Linked DNA regions of Rattus norvegicus: region 2 is linked to region 1. The links are chromatin contacts, called in public Hi-C maps. All regions are on one chromosome and are shown on one strand. Each heading gives the region's core, a stretch centred on a gene start, on an enhancer-like site or on the middle of the called end of the contact. The rest is flanking DNA. Distances are from core to core; before and after follow the strand shown. Region 1 overlaps Fndc3b (fibronectin type III domain containing 3B). Region 2 has its middle 7.1 kb from the start of Pld1.

The links. Hi-C and Micro-C count contacts between places; a contact is called where the count stands out from the background.
Region 2: a Hi-C map of Schwann cells shows a contact between it and region 1, with 5 times the contacts expected there. The contact joins two enhancer-like sites. A contact is called at or near these places in 3 of 12 Hi-C or Micro-C datasets (the Rat2 cell line, Schwann cells and frontal cortex).

The regions. Positions count from the first base shown.
Region 1 is chr2:112,282,334-112,285,600 of GRCr8, reverse strand. Fndc3b (fibronectin type III domain containing 3B) reads left to right here. Exons shown (of 25, transcript NM_001191704.1): 15 at 919-990; 16 at 3,032-3,150. Among named protein-coding and RNA genes, the nearest start is that of Ghsr, 87 kb to the right of the region's middle. Within about 2 kb of position 1,545, at least 6 of the 93 cell types and tissues checked have an H3K27ac peak or open chromatin away from gene starts, as enhancers often do. A contact at or near this core is called in Schwann cells, where this site is marked.
Region 2 is chr2:112,813,489-112,816,755 of GRCr8, reverse strand. It overlaps a transcript of Pld1 not described here. Among named protein-coding and RNA genes, the nearest start is that of Pld1, 7.1 kb to the left of the region's middle. Within about 2 kb of position 1,780, at least 44 of the 93 cell types and tissues checked have an H3K27ac peak or open chromatin away from gene starts, as enhancers often do. A contact at or near this core is called in Schwann cells, where this site is marked.

The sequences.
Region 1 (3,267 bases), core at 296-2,795:
CGATGAATTCTTTAGTTTGACAAAAATCATTCTGCCTGGTATTTGTATACTCACAAAGCAAAGCCCTTGCAGTTAGACGTGTCTGTAGACCATTGATCCAAGGTGGCATGGGGCTCTGCAAGCAGACCAGGCTGTCCCCCCAGGGTGCCCGGTGCAGGTGCTGATTACTGTGTTCTGCATCCAGACCTGGGGAGGTAAAGTTTGCTGGGTAGAGAAGTGAGGTAAGATGGTTACTCCATTCCAACATTTAATTATTTTGTCAGTGCATTTTTTCTCTACCCTTTTTCTTTTTTTTTTTTTTTTTTTTCGGAGCTGGAGACTGAACCCAGGGCCTTGCGCTTGCTAGGCAAGTGCTCTATCACTGAGCTAAATCCCCAACCCTTCTCTACCCTTTTTCAAAAGCATCTAGTTGCTCATAAACATATGAAGTAAGAATAATAAAACAAGATAAATACCTGAATATTTCAATTTTCCATAAAAGTCGCCCATTCTTAAAGAGCCACTTCAGATTTCTCCAGAGTTGCCATTTTTAGGAAAATCATTCCTCCTGTCAAGTTTTATGCGTGTTTCACTAAGTCAGTGCCAACTCTTATTTCAATAACCTGAAATAGCAGCTTGATAAAATTCCGTTTCTTGACATTGAGGGGGCCAGTTGGGGGGAGTCATACCTGTAATCTCGGTACTGGGGTCAGGGTGGGGTACTGACACAGGAGCATTCCCAAAACTTTGAGGCCAACCTGAGAGAGCAATGCTGTCTCAGGAAAAAACTTTAAGGGGCAGGGTTCTTGAAAATGATGAGTTGTGCTTTTTGGCCCACTTCCAGTGGAAGGCTGATTAGTGGCTGTCCTTTTGCACTCTGTAAGGATGCTTACCAGTGACACCCAGTGCCCTCCTCACTAATGTTCACCTACTCTGCAGATGCTCCAAAGGACAACGGTGGCTCAGAAATCCTGAAGTATCTGCTGGAGATCACGGACGGTGCTTCTGAAGGTGACACTTTGGAAACTGTATTACACAATGCCTTCCCACCCAGAGTCCTCATCCTGACATGGTCAGGCCCTCTGCAGTAGCTGCAGCAGCCATTAGTTCTAACAGTAGAGCTAGTGGTGTAGTTAAGCCACACCAAGCATTGGCATATCTGTCTATCTCTCCTTCTGCCTATTTCCCTCCCTCCCTCCCTCCCTCCCTCCCTCCCTCCCTCCCTCCCTCCATCCCTCCCTCCCTCCCTCCCTCCCTCCATCTAACTGGAGTTTGATTGGCAGCTAGTTTCCCTTCTTAAGCATCCTCAGCAAGCTCTCTACAGCCAACTCTGCCCCTAAGTAGGGTTTTGTCTTTCAGACACCACAGTTCATTCTGCTTGAAGTACCCATTTTTGACAAGCTAGTGTTTGTTTCTGTTTTTGTTTCTATTTTCTATGTTCATTTTGAAACAATGGTCACTCATTAATAGAGAAAATGAACTTGAGGCCTCCCCCTGAATGCCACACACTATCTGGGAATTACCAGCAGTGTGTCAGCAGTCATCTGCCTGGCATCCTGGCCCTGCCCAGTGACAGCCACATCATAGTGTGGCCCCGGACGTGTGTCAGACTTCCAGAACACACTTGGGCTCTGTTGTGACTCTGGAGTCAGAGTTCTCATCAATTGTCATACTACAAGTATTAAGATGGGGCTTGCCAGCAAGTGTAATGGCCTGTGTTGAATCCCTGAATCCCGAGTGAAAGTGAGTAGAGAGAACCAGCTCCCAGACCCGTGTGCCGCAACATACATGACTGTGCACATGCACCCTCACCACACATGCAGCAGTAATTCAAACGGGGTGGAGTAAGGGAAGAAAAACTTCAGGGCCCATAGAAATTTCTCTTGCTTTTTCTTCCTAAAAACTCATTGGGCTTCAACATAAAAATATATGGTGGTCAAAACTTTCCAACATAACTAAATTTTTACTAATATGGCTTCTGTAATCATTACTTTTTTTTTAAAGTGCATGCATATGGCAAAAGAGAGAGTCACTGGGAACAAGTGGAAATTGTCTCTAGCTTGTTCTGACCCCACGGCCACCTGGAGGTAGGGTTGTTTTTAACCCTGTTAGGTATTATTTTACACCAGAAAGAGGAGAATTCTTTGAGATGGGTGTAGCTGTTCTTAACATAAAATCAGTTTCTGTACTAGAGACCGTATTTAATGTCTAATTAAGACGAGGAGAGGAGTCAGCACCCCCAGTTGCTTACTGAGAAAGTGAAAGTCCGCTTTCCGCTGCCCTGGCTCTCCCAGGCAGTGACTCAGTGCAGGAGTAGCTGCTGTTTTACACTGATAGCCTGGCCAGAATTCCCGGTTCCCGTGGGCTCTATACTAACTGGGACCTAATAAGGCACAGTACCACAGGGCAGTAATAAATGTCTAACAGGCCGCTGAAGGGATTTGTGGAGGTTACTCTATGAATAGGATAGGGTGGGCATATTTCCCCTCAAACAGCTCTTGTAGGAAAAGGCTTACAGGGAGTGGTCAACTGGAAATGGCATCAATGGGAGCTAAACAGTGAGAGTCACCCCTGCAGCCTGCTGCTGATGCGGGCAGTGGAGGACAGCCTCCAGGCGCTTCTCCCACTGAGCGTCAGCCTCCGGGGGCACCCTCCAAGTATCTCACCACTGGTCTCTCACCCCCACCACAGCTTCATGCATGGCCTCCCTAGACACAGCAAGCCCTTACCAAAGACCTCTGTCTGTAAAGGGACTCATGGCCACCCTCAGAGGCACCTGCTGCATAGCTGGCCCCGTGGCCACCTCAGCATGGCTGAGCACAGCTGTGCAACATGATCTTTGTACAACTCCGATGGGATGTGGCTTCCCACACCTGACTTCGAAGCCAATGGTGTTATAGTGGACTATAGGAAATGCCTCTGTGCGATTCTGTGTCGGGTGATGCCGGGCTGCTGTGGAAGCCCCTTGGTGTTTTTGTCTCAGATGCTGTCTCTAACAGGGACTCTCGTGCTGTTACAAAAGGCCTAAACTTATACACATCTCATTTTGCAGCTGGTCAGTGGGAAGTGGCCTACAGTGGATCAGCTACAGAGTATGTCTTTACCCATTTGAAACCAGGCACTTTGTACAAACTGCGAGCATGCTGCATCGGTACCGGTGGGCACAGTCAGGTGGGTTTATCAGTGTGACAATGGAAATCTAGATCAAAGTGGGAAGTGTCCGTCAGTAATGCAGAAGAGGTTGCAGTTTTAAATGTTTCTCGTTGATGTGGCCAGCTTTAGTATCTC
Region 2 (3,267 bases), core at 531-3,030, 530 kb before region 1:
CCCATAGATTTGTGACCATCAGTCACGTAAAGGCAATGCCCAAAGTCCCTCCACTGGTAGAGGACATGACCACAGGTGACATAGACTCAAGACAGATCTCCATTATAATGAGGTATCTAAAGGCCTGGAGGCTTAGCCAATGACCTTTCCTTCCCAGACACTCCTCCCTGAAAAAGGTATTTAATCTCAGGCCCAGACAGAGAAGTGGGGTATGGTTTTACTCATCCACCTTCCGCCATGACAATAAACACCTTAAAATCATGGACTGCCTCATTTCCTTGGGATCTGCCTTGGGGAGCCATGGGGGTCTTCACCTATAGAGATGCAGTCTAATCTCCCACAGAAAGCCTCCCTGTACTCCCAGCCACAGCTGCCACCACAACCAAGCCAAAACAAGCCTGCCACAGCCAAGCCAAAGACTCCCCCTACACCCCCATGGGACCACCCAGAGCTCCCCCAGCTTCCCCCTCTGCCCCAGGCTAGATCCAGTCAGTGGGATCTCCATATCGTTCTCAGCTCTTCCACAGCATCCAGCCACGCCTGGATGCCCAAGAGCATAAGAACCTTGTGTAGGCACGGGGATCCCCAGACAGCTCTGGCTGTGTCTGGCACCTCAGACTGTGCTGCCCCACCCCCGGAGCTGTGTCCCACAGCTTCCCTACAGCCTGACACCCTCTAGGTGACAGCACTGGGTAAGCACAGTCAACTCCCACGTCTCGCTTATAGCAGCGTGCCCTGAGGCAGAGTGGATACTGGACCCACACAACCCCACACGCCATCTTGACACCACTGTGCACTTTAAACAAGAGGGTCCCACAGGGTTACGACATTCATTTGTTGTCATAGCTAGGACTCTCAGTCATTGGTTTTCTTTGTAATTTTACACATTTAAATCTATGCAGTAAAGATTAGTCTCCAGAAAGGGGTTCACTAGCTCTGTAAGAATGTGGGAGGTCCCCACCACACACAAAAAGTGAAAGACATCTGATTTGTATGGGGTGAGTGGCTCGGCTGACGGAGCACCTACATAGCATGTCTGGGGTCTGGTTCGATCCCCAGCAAGACATAAAGCAGGTGTGGTAATGCACGTTCCCAGTACTCTAGAGATAAGAGATAGGAGGGCCAAAAGCTTAAAGATCAGCCATGTGTGGTGGAGTTCAATTTTAATCCTAACACTTCAGGGACAGAGGCAGGCAGATCTCTGTAGAGTTCTAGGACGGTCAGAGCTACAAAGAGAAATTTTATCTCAGAAAAAAAAAAAAAAAGAGAAAAATTTAAGGTGATGACCTTAAATTTAAGGTGATTTAGCTTAGCTAAATACTAAGTTCAAAGGGGCTAGCCTGCATTACATTCGACTCTGCCTTAAAAATAAAAAGTAAATATTAAGAAAAAGAAAGATGAAGTCAGAGGAAGGCTCTTAGGAATAGCATTCAGAAGAGGAGACCCAGATCGGCACGATGATTCATTGTGTAAAGGTGCTTGCCTGAAAAGTCTGGCAGTCTGAGTTTGATCCTCAGGACCCATGAAAAGATGGATGGACAGAACTAACTCCACATGGTTGTCCTCAGACGTCCATGTGTATGCCATCATGGCATGGGTTCCCCACAAAAATAAAATAGAAAGCAAAAAGGGGAAACGCTACAAGCCTGGACTCGGTTGCAGAGTTCAAAGCCAGCATTCATCCCTCCACTGATAGAAACAACGTCCTCCCACAGCCTGCTCCACAGTGACTCAGACTGGAAGGCAGGCCACTCAGCCTGTTTGGCCCTTAGCAGAAGCTGCCCTGTAAGGCAATACTATTCTCTGACCCCCATGCTGAGCCAGACCCTGTTGGCTTGCACTAACTGTTACCCACACAGTGGATCCTTAACCCTGAGTCCAGGAGAGCCCATCCTCGTCACCAACCCAGTCAGAGCCCAGCGAGTGCAGAACCTAATGACCATCCCGCCATCCTCCCAGGCTCTATTCACAGTCATGGCCCTTCTTGTTGGTGACGCGTGAATTATAAGGTTTACAATATACACCTGTTTAATTTTCTATCACTCATAACCCAAACAGAAGCCTCTGCTAAGGCAATTAGTTTGGAATTAGATGGACGCGCTGACACGGGGGGCTTTGTTCTCTGCTCTCTGTGTCTGCCAACTGGCACTGGCTATTTGATCTGTGACTCGTGTTGCCAGGATGACCGGAAAGGACAATGGTACTCATTGTTGCCATGTCTACCCCTTGGTCTACAGCAGCTGTCAGGGTTCCTCCTGTTTGTAGACTTTATTTTGCTTCTCTTACTTTTATGGGCTTATTTCCTTGACTACTGCAAACTGCTTTGAAATCTAGTCTGACCCTCCAAATTGTAGCCTCATTTTGAGAACTGATACCACAAAATTGAAAGTGCAAGGGGTTTAAAACTCTCTAAAGTATATATTTAGGGTTTTAAAAATATATTGTATTTTAAATCTATGGCTACGTGTACATGTTTAAACGCGCTTGTGTGTGCAAACGCTGGAGAAGGCCAGAAGAGCCTGTCAGATCCTCTGGAACTGGACTTACAAGTGGTTGTGAGCTGCTGTTATGTGGGTACTGGGAACCAAGCTCTGGTTCTCTGAAAGAACAGCAAGTGTTCTCTCTCCGGCCTGCTTAATATCTCTATATTATTGTGGTTTTACACAAAAGAGTATACATTTCAAGCAAATTTTATCTCAAACTTGACTGCATAACAAGTCATTTAGTTCACAGGATTCTCACCATCTATTAAGTATAATTTTTTTCAATCATGATAATTTAGCTTTACCCCTCAGAGAAATCTAAGAGTTGAAGGGACTTAAGAATGTAGCTCATTTGATAGGATCCTTACAAAGCCTGCACAAAGCACCAGCCTTGATCACCATACCTCATAAACTAGTCTTGGTGGAGCACACCTCTAATCCTAGCACTTTGGAGGGAGGAGAATCAAAAATTCAAGGTCACACTAAGCTACATCCCTGAACTCTTGGACACTCCTGCTGCTGTTCTGAACACTGCAGGCAGTTGTCACCCCCACACCCTCATAGCTATACAGGAAGGAAGAAAGGATAACACCCAGGCCCTGCCTCTCTGGAAGAAGGAACTCCACGGGCAACAAGCCCAGAATAATTTCCCTTCTCACCTAAAACATTTCCTTCCTTCCCTACAGGATTTAAGTATGGGATTCCCATTGCTCTGTAATGCTTCCTTTTCTATTGCTATGATTAGACACCGTTACCAAGGCAACTTAGAAAAGAAAGAGGTTCT